Linked DNA regions of Sus scrofa: region 1 is linked to region 2. A link is a contact called in public Hi-C data. All regions are on one chromosome and are shown on one strand. Each heading gives the region's core, a stretch centred on a gene start, on an enhancer-like site or on the middle of the called end of the contact. The rest is flanking DNA. Distances are from core to core; before and after follow the strand shown.

Evidence for each region. A called contact is a pair of places that touch in the nucleus more often than the background predicts.
Region 1: a contact with region 2 is called in a Hi-C map of retroperitoneal adipose tissue, with 1.6 times the contacts expected there. The contact joins two enhancer-like sites. A contact is called at or near these places in 5 of 47 Hi-C or Micro-C datasets (embryonic fibroblasts, omental adipose tissue, retroperitoneal adipose tissue and 1 more).

The regions. Positions count from the first base shown.
Region 1 is chr4:86,055,302-86,062,294 of Sscrofa11.1, forward strand. All of the region lies in intron 2 of PBX1 (pre-B-cell leukemia transcription factor 1), which reads right to left. Among named protein-coding and RNA genes, the nearest start is that of PBX1, 110 kb to the right of the region's middle. Within about 2 kb of position 2,275, at least 11 of the 83 cell types and tissues checked have an H3K27ac peak or open chromatin away from gene starts, as enhancers often do. A contact at or near this core is called in retroperitoneal adipose tissue, where this site is marked.
Region 2 is chr4:85,942,080-85,948,733 of Sscrofa11.1, forward strand. All of the region lies in intron 2 of PBX1 (pre-B-cell leukemia transcription factor 1), which reads right to left. Among named protein-coding and RNA genes, the nearest start is that of PBX1, 220 kb to the right of the region's middle. Within about 2 kb of position 4,647, at least 28 of the 83 cell types and tissues checked have an H3K27ac peak or open chromatin away from gene starts, as enhancers often do. A contact at or near this core is called in retroperitoneal adipose tissue, where this site is marked.

The DNA.
Region 1 (6,993 bases), core at 1,025-3,524, 110 kb after region 2:
GGCAAGTTATACTCCCGTTTCAGGTTCTCCCCACCCCACTCTGAGCCTCTGAGGACAGCACTGAACATGTATGTAAAGCCTTATATTACTGGAGATTCAACAACCGGTGGCTAATCTTCCAAGAAGATCCTTTAACTGTACCATGTTTTTTTCCCTCCTTTTCAACTTTAATATAAAATATGTCCTCTATTAGGATCATTTTCCCAGCATTTATCTGTCTGGTTAGTAGGTATCTATTGTATGAATTTGCTGGGGCTCAAATGGATTGGCTGGAATTCCTCAGAAAAGGACCCTGTGTAAGAACTTGGAATTGTATTCCATACATACTCATATTCATGAGCGAGTGAGGTGTTGACCCTTTCCATCGAGCACAACCATAGCTTTAAGACATCGGGGAAAATTATAGACTAAAAGAAAAAAAAACAAAAAAAAACTTATACCCTTGCCTTTGAAGTACCTGCATACTTACCAGATGAATATAGAAAGAACGAGAATCACAGGTAGCCCAAAAGCCAAAACAATATGACTGAGGATTCTGCCCAGACAAGAACAAAAATAGAAATCTATACATGCTTAATTGTGTGTTCACATTTACAAATAATCCAATGTACACACAAGAGGCATAGACATGCCTCTGCACATATATGTGATATACAGATATAAGTTCAAAGAGATGAGGCCAATATCTTTTTACTAATACAATTCAGCAAGTGTAAGAACATTGGTCAGCTGGAGCTGAAGAAAAAAGGGAGAAAATCCTATGGAAATCATGAATACTCCAAGAACCTCTAAGGCTCAACCTGAATGCAGACACTTAAGCTCTCCACTCGGCCATTAAAGCTGGGGCCTAAATTATTGATCCCTTGCCTTTATCAGCATAACAGTCACGTCCCAGTATTGAGATCTAAGTACACTGCAGTCCCTCTGCTGCAGCCACTGAAATAATTAGGAGAAATTCTCATTAAAGGAGAGTGAAAGGTTCAGAGACAGAAGCAGAGCAAAGGGTCTGCGAGGGTGTTTAATGCCTTCCACGAGGTCGAAAGATCAGCGGGATCAAATCCCCGAGCAGTGCCCACAGATGACAGCTTATCAAAGGGAAAAAGTACAAGCAATTCACACATGCGGTGGCCCTCTCTGGTGTGTTTACATCTGTGATGTCTGGGTAGAGTCACACACAGGCTGCAGAGAAATCGCTATCTGTGTTCATGGGGGGAGGGGGGCAGAGCTGTATACTTGGTGTGTCAACAGGGGAATAAGAAAGAGCAAAAGGAAAGAGAAAGAAAGAAAGAAAAAAAAAGGAAAACAGCCCGAGTCAGAAAAAAAATACATGAAAAATAAATAAAAAGAAACATATTAATAATGGAAAATCCACTGTGGACTCTTCAGTTTAATTTATTCGTTCTTTGAAAGTACAAGGGGTCTGGGGAAGAAAGGAAAGGTAAGGCATATGGGCAAGCCAGCACTTTCTGATGAGCTCCCAGTTGGGTTGGCAAAGATACCAGGATAATATATACCGGGATTCAGACACCCACACTAACATAAAACCTCTGCTCCCACGACGACGACAAGGTTCTCTATTGATTTGAATGCAGATTTCACCAGCCTCTTGCCCTCCCCCACCACTTACAAAAAAAAAAAAAAAAAATCAGCCTTTCACACATGTTCCCAGAAATGGCCCAGACTTATGAGGAAAAAGCCAAAGGACAGAGAACAGCCTTTCCGACACTGTACTGATGGAGGGACAGGGGAAATTAAACATGAAGCAAGCTGGTAAAGCAGCAAAGGCAGAGGGCAGGGATGAACAGAAGCCTCGGGTCCCAGCGCCGGGTGCGGGCACATGCATGCCCGCACATCCAAAGTTGGCCCGTATTTAATGTCAACGTGCAGTCATTTAAAAGAAAAATTCCATCTCACCCCGGCTAATCAGAATTGTTCGAGAGACCATTACCACAAACACGGGGAACATCTGAAATTGATTATTTTTACTTCATTCCGTTAATGAAATCCTCCAGCGACCAAGAACTAGCCTTGGACGAATTTCTACATGATGAAAAGAAAGAAGAAAAAAAAAAAAAAAAACCCAAGAGTAACTAAACTGCCTTAAATTTTTTTTTTTTTTTTTTTTTTTTTAAAGAAAGCAAAAGGAAAAGGACACTCTGTTTTTGGAATGTAGGTACATTTATTTTGTGATTTCTGTCGGTGCGGAATAATGGAGCCGGGCTGAATCCGTTCCCACCATTTTGTGCGAGTGGAGATATTAGCATGGGCCTCACATCCCATAAGGAGCGCCACATCATTAAATGTCTTGGGCTGGCGCAGAGGGAAGAGAAATGCGGGATGTCACCGGCTGATAGGGAAGAAGACTTGATGTTATTTATTAGGGAACACTTACCAGAAACTGCATTTTCTCTATTTGCATTAGATACGGCACCGCTGCCTTTGGAAAGTGCACACAGGCGCGCGGACTCGGGCGGGAAGGGAACACTCCCTCCTTACCCCCCCACCCCCACCCCCGCTTTGTTCACGGCCCCCCTCCGTCTCACCCCGCACCCGAGCCTGGGTCTACAGGGCGCCTCACCCTCCACCTTCTGTTCCCGCTCTCTGCTCTGCTCCCTACTCCATTTTTCTGCCCCAGCGTTGCTTTGTCGCTCTGAAAGCCCCTCTCTCGCCCGTGCTCCACGGTGTCAATGAATTTAGCTCAACCCCATCTTCCTTTCAATCCGGACCCCGAATGCCTTCAGTCAGCGGGCTATTGAGACGTCAGGATGCCTACAAGGAAAGGCCATCACAGCAAGTGCTTCTAGGTGGATTTCCCCCAAATTCATGAATTACGGGAGTCACACAGGGAGGCAGGGAAGAAGGAGAGCTGACATACATATTTTTTAATCAGAGTAAGGGGAAAACGGAGTTAAGGCTTCCAGGGGAAGTGCTGAAATTTTCCACCAGGGGATTCTCCTGGAAAGGGATTGTGTGTGGGGAAGCATAATTGCTAGATCCCTGGCCCCCAAGTTCCTCCCCAGCATCAGCCATCATCAAAACCATCCGGAAATTTGCTTTAAAGATGCAAGCCTCAGGCCATCAGCTCTCAAAGAGGTCCGAGGCTATTTCCCCTGGATCTCCCTGAGGGTGTGTTACGGTAAAGGAAGAAAACCAAATAAGCCTTTTTTCCATTGTGGCCGTTCTCAGGAGTCCCAGCCGTGGGGCCCCGGTCACCTGAGGGCAGCGCCTAGCTTCCTCACTGACTGCCCACTGCTTATGGGCCCTCGTACTCTTGAAGCAGTCAAATGTACAAGAATGATCTCCAGCAAAAAAAAAAAGGGGGGGGGCAAGCTGGTAGTCTGGTCTCCACAGAGGCAGCATCTGGGGAAGCAGAAGCAGAGAAAGGGTGTGCAGAGGGCCAGACCCCGAGGATCCAAGAAAAGCTCTCCCAGGGCTGTATCCACAGCAAAAGCCAATCGGGTGGCAGGAAGGGCTGGGAGGCTGTGAGTAGGTGTTTAGGGCTGAGGATACAGCAACGTACTCCCTACAAGTACAGGGATGTGTGGCGTGAGCTTAGGACAGGATGGGGCGATAGACCCACAGACTGGAGGTCAGAGCGGCAGTGCGTGTATTCCAGAGAATTCCATTTCTGGAAAGGAGTACTGGAGTTGAACTCAGTCCATACTTGAGACGACTTATTCTCAGGGAGAAGAAATAGAAAGAGAATAAGGATTTCTGTGAAACAAGTTTTGCTCACCTGCCATACCCTCATCTGCTAGAAGAGTCAGCCCGGCCCCCCCATATCCTCTGTGCATCTATTAGGGGGCACCTCTTACCCAAATCCCTTGCTCCCAACTCCCTAATGCAGCGGCCTCTCCCCCACCTAAAGAAAGTGGCCGAGTGTAATTATGCAGAAAGCACCACTGGAGCTATATCAATAAGACAGACGTCTGTTGTATCATTCTCTCTCAGTAAGGCATTTCTTCTCCCCAATTGCTCATATAGAATCATAGCCTAATAGCATCCCATTAACATAATTGCCAACACAACTAGTGTTCCGTGTCTCAGAGCCATTTACTTACTTTACCATAAAGAATACCAAAACAGCCCTAAAATCACAAAGAGGAGGAAAGATGAGGGGTGGGTGCTGGAGAAGGCGAGAGGAAAAAGTTCCCCCCTGTATATTCCCTTTGCTCCCCAGAATGGGGTTCCAAGATGATAAACACAGGAGTGCCTCTCTCATCTGCAGGAATCGTAACACAGAGCCTTCCTACCAGACTCCCAAGCAGACGTGTGCTAAAATCTAAACGGATTCTGCCAGGCGAAATGAAATTCCCATTATTTTTAATTAATCCTTAATTAAAATATATTACTCCGCAGATTCCGCAAATCTCTCTTAATATGCAAATGCGGCCCATTCAAGGATATTTACATATCATTAATTAAAACGGCACATTCTTTCAGTCTAACAAGCTGAGGGGCTGTGGCTGCTGCCACATTGGCGCGAGGAGCCCGTCCTGGCAGTGCCAAGCTCATCTGATAAAAAGACGTCAAGCGTTGGCCGCGTCTGGGGAAGGTAAGGCGAAAGGGGGAGAGTGCATTATACTTTGATGCTCTCTAGAACAGAACAAGGACTTCAAATATTATCTTGGGGCTGTGGCCAGGTGCTTCTGTCAGGGCTCTGAGGCTCTGTTATCTCCACCTACCTCAAGATCACCTCAGGGCCCAGGCCAGCAGGGCCCGGGTTGGGAGACCATGCATTTCTCCATCAAGCAACCATGAGTCATGGTGGAGGTGGGCTGGCTGGAGGAGGATGCTGGCATGGGAGACAAGATCTGTACACATTTGTCCGATTTTCCCCATAGAAGCAAAGTCTCTCTGAGCCTCCAACCCTCCCAAATCAAGACAAAATCAGGTTTGGTGGGGAAAAGCGAAAATGGACACAGCACACCAATCCCTTTACCAACTGCTTAGGTTAACAACAAAGGATTCCTGTGGGGGCGGGAAAGCCTCTGGGGTGGAAGTCTTTGTGTTTGATTTCACAGAGCCCTGTAAAGGCAAGTTCAGGACCGTGTAGCAAAGGGTTGGGGACAGATGATGGTAATGATGACACAGTTCCCTACCAAAAGGTAAAGGGGGGGTGGGGTTCTCCTAGGAAAAGCACACGGAAATGGACATCAATCACTATTTCCACAGACAAGACTTATCAATCAGGGAGAGACCTGCAAACAGCACTCCACCCACGCCCAAAATCGGGGGGGGCGGGGGGCAGACATCTGTGTATGGCCAGAGGGACAGCCTGCTGGCCTCAGGTATTTCACTATCTGGACCACCTGAGACTAAGACAAGCCAGGAGTATAAACTGCACTGACCATAAGCCTTATTACCCCAAGACCTCTGGAAACACCTGCATCTGAGAATCCCACTCATGGAGATGGGGCTGCTGGTGGCTGGCTGGGCCCTCATACCAGCTACTTGACTCACTCCTGCACACATCATTCAAATCTGTGCCTCAATAAAATTACACTGATTATATACCATGTATATTTTTGCGGTCATTTTTTAATAGTTGAAAACAAAAATACGAAATCCTTGAATGCCAAGGGTCTCCTGTGCGTAACTGGAAAACTACTTATCAAATCATGACAGAGGTCTTGTCCATATGAAGTCTTCAGGCTGGAGTAGTGACCCAGAGGGTCTGCGATACAGCTCAATGGCCATGCCCCGAAGCTCCTGTCTTGGCCCAAATGCCCTCTGCTTCACTGTACTCTCCAGTCCCATCAGAGTCAGAGTTATTGCTTTGCCAATATTTATTTTTTCAGGCTATAAACTTCTATAGGGAAAGGACCTTAGCTGAAACATTTGCATTGTTTTTGCCTTAGCTCAACGGCATGTAAAGACAGGAACTAAAGACAGACACATGGGATGATCAAAATGAGATCAGTAAGAAAAAGCAAGTGTCACAAGGCCAAGGGTTCATGAAGATGGCACCGTTGGCCTGAAAAAGCCTTCAGAAGAGCCGCAGCGTTTGCAAAAAATTAACCAGTGGGGGCAGAACCATCCCAAGACAGATGCGATCTCAGCCTCTCTTTTTAGGGTGTAGTCTAGTGCTTAAAAGCAAATCCAGGTTCAAATCTCAGCTCTACCCAGGCAAACAGTGTGACAAAGACCAGTTACATAAAATCTCTAAGCCTTAGTTTATTCATCTGAGAAAAAGGAGAATTAATGCCATTCTTGAATGTATTTCTGTGAAAATAATCTAATAAGGACCTCAGCACATAAGGACTCAACAAAAGGTAATAATTATTAAATTATTATTTAGTGTTATTTTGCGGGGGGGGGGGGGGGAATGGCAGGACCTTAGTCCGAAATCCCTTCTGATTTTAAAATCCAATGAGGAGTTCCCTTCGTGGCTCAGTGGTTAACAAATCCGACTGAGAACCACGAGGTTGCGGGTTCGATCCCTGGCCTTGCTTGGTGGGTTAAGGATCCGGCGTAGCTGTGAGCTGTGGTGTAGGTCGCAGACGCAGCTCAGATCTGGCATTGCTGTGGCTGTGGCATAGGCCGGTGGCTACAGCTCCGATTAGACCCCTAGCCTGGGAAACTTCATATGCCATGGGTGCGGCCCAAGAAAATACAAAAAAATAAAAATAAAAATAAAAAAATAAAATAAAATCCAATGACTCTTAGGCATCTTCTCATTCCCATCCTTCACCCTCCATATTTATTCCAGGCCCTCTCCTAGGCTTTATTTACTGACAGTCTTTGAAACTAGTCTAGGGACATTTTCATTACTAGAATAGCAATAACAAAAGCCCCACAGTTCTACTGAGCTTATCAAGCTGCAGAATATCTGCTCCATCAGCCAGAATCTGTTATCAGGCTTCTTAGAGCTATCATTATTTCATTTTTCTTTCTCAGACTAATCTGAGAAACGAACACACTAGTACATTAGAACAACATAAGCATTAGCTAAATACATCGCTGAGTTGTTGAAACCTTAGGCATATTTAT
Region 2 (6,654 bases), core at 3,397-5,896:
CCTCGGGCCTCAAGACATCCCACCCCTGGGTAAACCTAATCAGAACGGGAAAAGTCCAGGGCAGCGATCTTGACCTTTGACAGGGCAAAAGTCTCAGACTCTTAAAATCTTATCGGGTTCCTTCGCTTAACAAGGAAGAAAAGTAAATATTTAGCCACGGGCGTAGAGGGTGAGGGAGCAGCAGCTGTAATCCAGACTCCATGTCTCACCCCTCCCAGATCCAAGGTAAAACCCGTTCCCCGGACCCCTGCCTGTGAGCTTACCCAGGGCAGTAAAGCACAGACTCCAACCAGCAATAATTCCACATATAAACAACTCTGGCTAGGCATGAAGCACACACCAGACAGTAATCAGCTTATCTAATAGAACAGGCCTCTTTTCCTAACGTGGAGGAGGATTAGCAGGCTTGAATTACAGCCGTGAAGTGTAATCAAGCTCTGATCGACACTGGCAAAGGATACTGTATATTCCTGCAGGGCCCCGGGTTGTTGGCGCAATGTGGTGTACCTACGGGGGTCGGACAGGACATGCTGGCGATGGTAATTACTCGGAGATAGCAACTGAGAAACGGGGGACAGCAAGTCTCAAGGGAGAAAAATGAGATTAGAGCCGATACCTGCATCTTCCCTCTACCCCTTCCAGTCTTTGGAACGTCTTAAAAGTTACTGCATTTGAACTGATTTTGCAGGTCCATTAAAAATATAACATCCCTCTAAATCATAACCAATGGTAAACGCCTCCCTCACCTGGTCACAGAAGCCACTTCAGCAGTGTCTGTGGCACGGAGCCCTCTGTCTCGAAACACAGGGAGGGCTATGGTGTGGCACTGGGCAATTTACTGGACCCGGGGGGGGCGGGGGGCACGGCGGATGCAGGACTTGCAAAGGAATTTGTGCTGGGGCTCAGAAATCCAAGATAATAATTTAAGTACCCCGTCCTAACACTGAAGATGCCAAACCAGCCCAAACCAGGTAGGAGCTGCCTTTTCTATCTCTCCCGCCACGGAGACGTCTCATCACACTTGAGAGTCTAGCATTGAATGACAAGCTTGAGAAAAGGACATCTTTCTATCGTCAGTTCCATGAGAGGAGACAAAAAAATTCTGAATTTTTTTTTAAGCTTCCCAAAGGACCCTGGACCTTACTTAAAAAGGAAAACATTTTCCTTTAAGTTTATTTTCTTTTGCTCTGCCATTTCTTTGTGAAGAACTTTTCTTAACATCGTCTTCACAGCAGCCTGCTATGGAAAGCAGTGCCACAAGCCAGAGCCTTCTCTTGGAAAGAATAAAGAAGTACAGCCCCCTGTGAAATTTCTCCTCTATTTTTCCATCTACTCTTTTCTCCTATTCAAGTTTCTTAAAGATCAAAGGATCCAAAGTGGACATAACATTTTAGGAAACTGACTCCAAGAGCATGAAGGATACTAGAAAAATCACTCCTGGCTCTCCTGAGTTCTTGACCTCCTTTTCAAGGTTGGATCCAGGGCACTAACACTGCGAAAGTGCTGCTCACCTGCGCCAGGTCCCCTGGCTCCTCCCCGCAAAAGGTTTGCTTCTCTCTAGTCCAATCTTGCCTCAACTAATAATTCTTTCCAGTATTTGCTTTTCAAAGCTTTTCCAACCCCTGATTATTTCCAATACACTTAGCAGGTGTCTCACGGCTACATCATGAATGCTTTCCAGAGATGACGCACAGGTGAGGAAGGAGCCAGGACCAGCAAACTGGGGGGTGGGGGGGGTGCGCAGTGAAAGGTTGTAAAAGATGTGCATGGACCACCTGCCTGCCAGGCCCATCCTATTCCTCACCATCCTTCTCCCTTAAGACACACCCCGCAAAGCATTCTCCATACTTAATCACAGCGTGGAAACACCCGCAGCAGAGATCTTTAACTCCATTGGTCTCTGATAGGGAATTTTGAAGCCCAAACTGTCAGACTCAGCAACAATCGATAAGTGCATAAAAAAAACATTTAAAACAAGTGAACAGACTACAGAATAACTGCCAGTACACATGAGAGACACACGTCAGCATCGTCTGTAAGTGAATGATGGGCTGGGTGGGTCCCCCCAGTTCCATCGATCAGGGTGCAAACCATCCTCTGAGAGACGATAAGAGACAACATGGTTTCAAGGGCAGTGTGTGGTAACTGTATTTAAGAGCTAGACCAGGGAAAAAAAAGAGCTCTATCTGATGAGTAGCATGTGCTAAAGATCCCCCAAGAGCTTAACATTCATTCCAAGTTACGACCAAAATAATTCTAGGATTCAAAATTATGCTGCTGACACAAAGGCTGAGAACCACAGCTCTTAGTGGGACAAAGCCACCCAAGGCAAGAAGCAACCAAGCTTTATCAAGAATATCTTTAAGGGAATCATCCCACACTGTTGGTAGGAATGTAAATTGGTATAACCACTGTGAAAAACGGTATGGAGTTTCCTTAGAAAACTAAAAATAGAACTACTATATGATCCAGCAATTCCACTCCTGGCCCATGTATGTATCTGTACAAAACTGCAATTCAAAAAGATGTATGTTCACAGAAGCACAATTCACAATAGCCAAGACATGGAAACAACCTAAATGAACCTAAATGTCTATCAACAGATGAATGCGTTAAGAAGACGTGATTACACACACACACACACTACTCAGCCATAAAAAAAGAAATAATGCCATTTGCAGCAATGTGGATACAACCAGAGATTCTCATACTAAATGAAATTAAGTCAGAAAGAGAAAGACAAATACAATCTGATATCACTTACATGTGGAATCTAAAATATGGCACAAATGAACCTTCTATAGAACAGAAACAGACTCATAGACATGGAGATCAGACTTGTGGTTGCCAAGGGGGTGGGGGGGGTGGATGGGGAGTTTGGGGTTATAGATGCAAACTATTACATCTAGAATGGATAAGCAATGAGGTCCTGCTATACAGCACAGGGAACTATATATCCAATCACTTATGATAAAACATGATGGAAGATAATATGAGAAAAAGAATGTGTATCTGTGTGTGTGTATGTATGTGTGTGATTGAGTCACTTTGCTGTACAGCAGAAATTAGCACAACATTGTAAATCAACTATACTTGAATTTTTAAAAAATTAAAAAAAAAAAAAAGAATATCTTCAGTGATGAGTTTAGCTGACCTGACTTGACATTCGTTTTGATAGCCAAGGAACACTTAGGGCTGAGCCCAGAGACTTGGATGTGGTCAAATCCGAGAAATCAGACTCCTGGAGTACAAAATGCCTTTCCGGGTCTGAGTGGGCAGGCACCTCCCTCTCTAACCAGTCCCACCACTTATCTTGAGCCTGGTGTGCTCTCAGTGCTGAGTATTGCTAGCTGGGCTCAGACTTCTAGCCAGTCCCAGGAGTCATTCTGGGGCCCTCCAACTGGCCTTTCAAACTCATTCGAATATCTCCAAATAATGTGCAGGGCTGAAAAAAACTACTGCCCCACCATGCCAGTGCTCTTGACGAGTAGGGTGGGCGGGGCTGTTCAGGGGCCATACTCCAAGCCACAATCCAGTTTCTTTTCTTTTCCTTTTTTTTTCTTTTCTTTTTTTGCTTTCTAGGGCTGCACCTGCGGCATATGGGGGTTCCCAGGCTAGGGGTTGAATTGGAGCTACAGCTGCCGGCCCACACCACAGCCACAGCAATGTGGGATCCGAGCCTAGTCTGCGACCTACACCACAGCTCACAGCAACGCCAGATAATTAACCTACTGAGTGAGGCCAGGGATCGAACCCGCAACCTCATGGTTCCTAGTCAGATTTGTTTCCACTGCACCACGACGGGAACTCCAACATCCAGTTTCTTTTACAGCTTTCCAAATAAGTCTTTGCACCTGAGAGGGTTAGCATTATCCACAAAATGGGCCAATGCCTTTCCCTTCCAGACCTGGTGTGAGTTTTATCAACACACTCTGCAAATCCCTCTCAAATCTCCTTTCCCAGCTGACATCTTATACGGCCCCATCAACAAGCCTACTGTCACAGCGGCTTGTCAGAGTGGGTAACGGTGTTGCCTCTTTGGCTAGGATTTTAAATGTCTGAAAGGATTTTAAACCATATGCTCTTTTAAAAACAGATTTTTTAAAAAATTTAAAAAAAAATGCATTGCTGAACCCCGAGGGTCTTATGGCAAAGAATTTTGGTAGAGGAAATCTGTTATAAATTACAGGCTGTGGCGGAAAGTGTTGCAGAATTAGAAGGTGTTGCTGCTACAGGCATCTTTCTGTTGAGTTTCCTATCTGTAGCTCAAATGAATCTTGCAGTAAGACCTCTGGGTTAGCGCCCTGGGCCAGAGTGAGGCGGTGGGGGGCAGGGGTCAAGAACAAGGGTGATTAGACAGACACGTTACTTGAATGTCTGAGATCAGTGGGGTTTTTCCCTTATTCCTGGGGTAGGGCCCAAACTTGAAATCAGCCCTACCTTGCCCAACACAGATCTCGGGTTTCTACATTCCATTCTCCTTCCCTCGGGCTTGCCCAGCCCCCCTTCCGGCCTGGGGGCCTGAGTAGGTCTCAGGCAGACAGATCTGGGTGGGGGGGGCAGATGGGTAATTTTTCCTTTCAGCTTTAATGGCTGCTATTAACAATAAGTTGCCCTGCCCTAGTGATGGCTCAACTTTCAGCTTTTTCTCTGATTGCCTATGAGTAACACTGTGTCACATGAGCTGTGTTTAACAGAGGTGTAATAAATGCCAAAGAAGAAATATTACCCAAAATAAAAAATAGTTTGTCCCCGCGTGGCCAGGATCGCATGACTCACAACAATGTTCATTTCAGCTTCCAGTATAATTTCCATTTGCATTCTTTTTTTTTTTTTTTAAGGGTCTCTGGGGGCTTTAAAAAAGCTGTTTAAGAGAAAAGGCAGAAAGACTGCAGCGATTGTCAGGTTTGGGGAGTTCTGTGCTCCAGAAAACAAACCCTGCCTACAGACCAGACAGGAGACAGAGGGACAGACCAGAGAGCCCTATGGACACAGGGAACAAGAGACAGGCAGGCAAGAAAGCTAATGATCGATCGTCTGCCTTTGGTGAAAGGCAGCCTGCCCTCCTTGGTGTGGTTCAGAACATGGGCTTTGGCTACTAGGAGACAGAGATGGAGGAAGGGAAGGCTGGACACCCCCGCCTGTGAACATACACAAACACACACTCACACCCCTTAGGCCAAGAAAGATATCAAGTTCTCATTTAGTTGCAGGAAAACTCCGATCTCCTTTTGATAATAAGCAAAAAATACTTCTATGCTTTTCAAATAGTAGCTGGTCGGAGCTATTCCAATCCTGAAGAAAACAAGCAATAAACTGTGAAATCCCCTGGAGGTCCCTTGGTGGAAGACGTGGGCAGGAAGTATTCTAAATCCTCAAGGTTTTCAGGGAGAGGGAAGATGAAGGTGGAGGGAGGGGTGGAGGGGGGCTCAGAGGAGGCCTGGGGGTGAAGTGTGGCCCTCCTGCCAAAGCTGGGATCTCAAGGCAACAGGATCAAGAGGTACCTACTTTTTCACTGGCCTTGCCTTCGAAAGGGATCAGCCAAACAGGCACACAGTCTGGAAGGAGGGGATGTCTGGGCGCCACTGGCACTAGCCAGAGCTCTCCTCACGTCCGTCCCTGCATATCTCTCATGTCTGTGGGATAAACTCAGGGTACATCTGAGTAAGGAAACTTGAACTTAGGGATGTCAGTAGTGGAACTTGACTTCAGAAAGGCACTGTGCACAGAGAGTTTCTTTCTATCTTTCTTTTTTTGCTTTTTAGGGCCACACCTGCAGCATATGGAAGTTCCCAGAATAGTGGTCAATCGGAGCTGCAGCTGCTGGGCTACGCCACAGCCACAGCAATGCCAGATCCGGACCATGTCTGTGACCTACACTGCAGCTCATGGCAACACTGAATCCTTAAAACACTGAGCGAGGCCAGGGATCGAACCCACATCCTCATGGATACTAGTCTTATTTGTTTCCGCTGAGCCACAACAGAAATTCTGCACAGAGAGTTTCTGAGCAAGCAGTGTGAACTGGTAGAGGTGGTGATGGGCTCCAGAGGTGATGGCAGGAAACAGAGATGGGCAAGTAGGATAGCTGCCTGGCCATACCTTACAGAAGGCCCTGGCGGGCGGTGCATTCACAGAGATGCAGAAAGGCCACAGGCATCGTCTACAAGACGTCCAGGCAGCAAAGCCTGGCAGAGAAAAGAAAAGAATGGCTCCAGCCTGCCTTGGTCACTCAGGAGAGGGCATGTCCACCAACAGGAGCAACAGGAGGTAACAGGAGCACAGGAGGTAATTCTGAGTGATGGCAGTGATGTCACAATCAAGAGTGGCTATGGCAGCAAAAGCACTGTTTTTTAAGACTAATGGCCTTGGTCTGCCACGTTGATCTCTGTGATCCTGGGCAAGTCATTTTACTCTATCTATAATCAGCACAGACGGGACAGAGAGGGTTCCTTAGGTCATTTGTAAAGATCTCAGTTGTTAAGTGATGTCTCTGCAAAACCAGCCATCTTCTAAACAGCAGGAGCTAGTGTGGCAAAAAATACTTCTGAATACTTCTTCTGACATAGAGCTTTACACCGTACCCAGAATTTCCATATGACCTCACCTACATTATCTCATCTGAGCCTCACATCAGTCTTTAGAAATTGATCG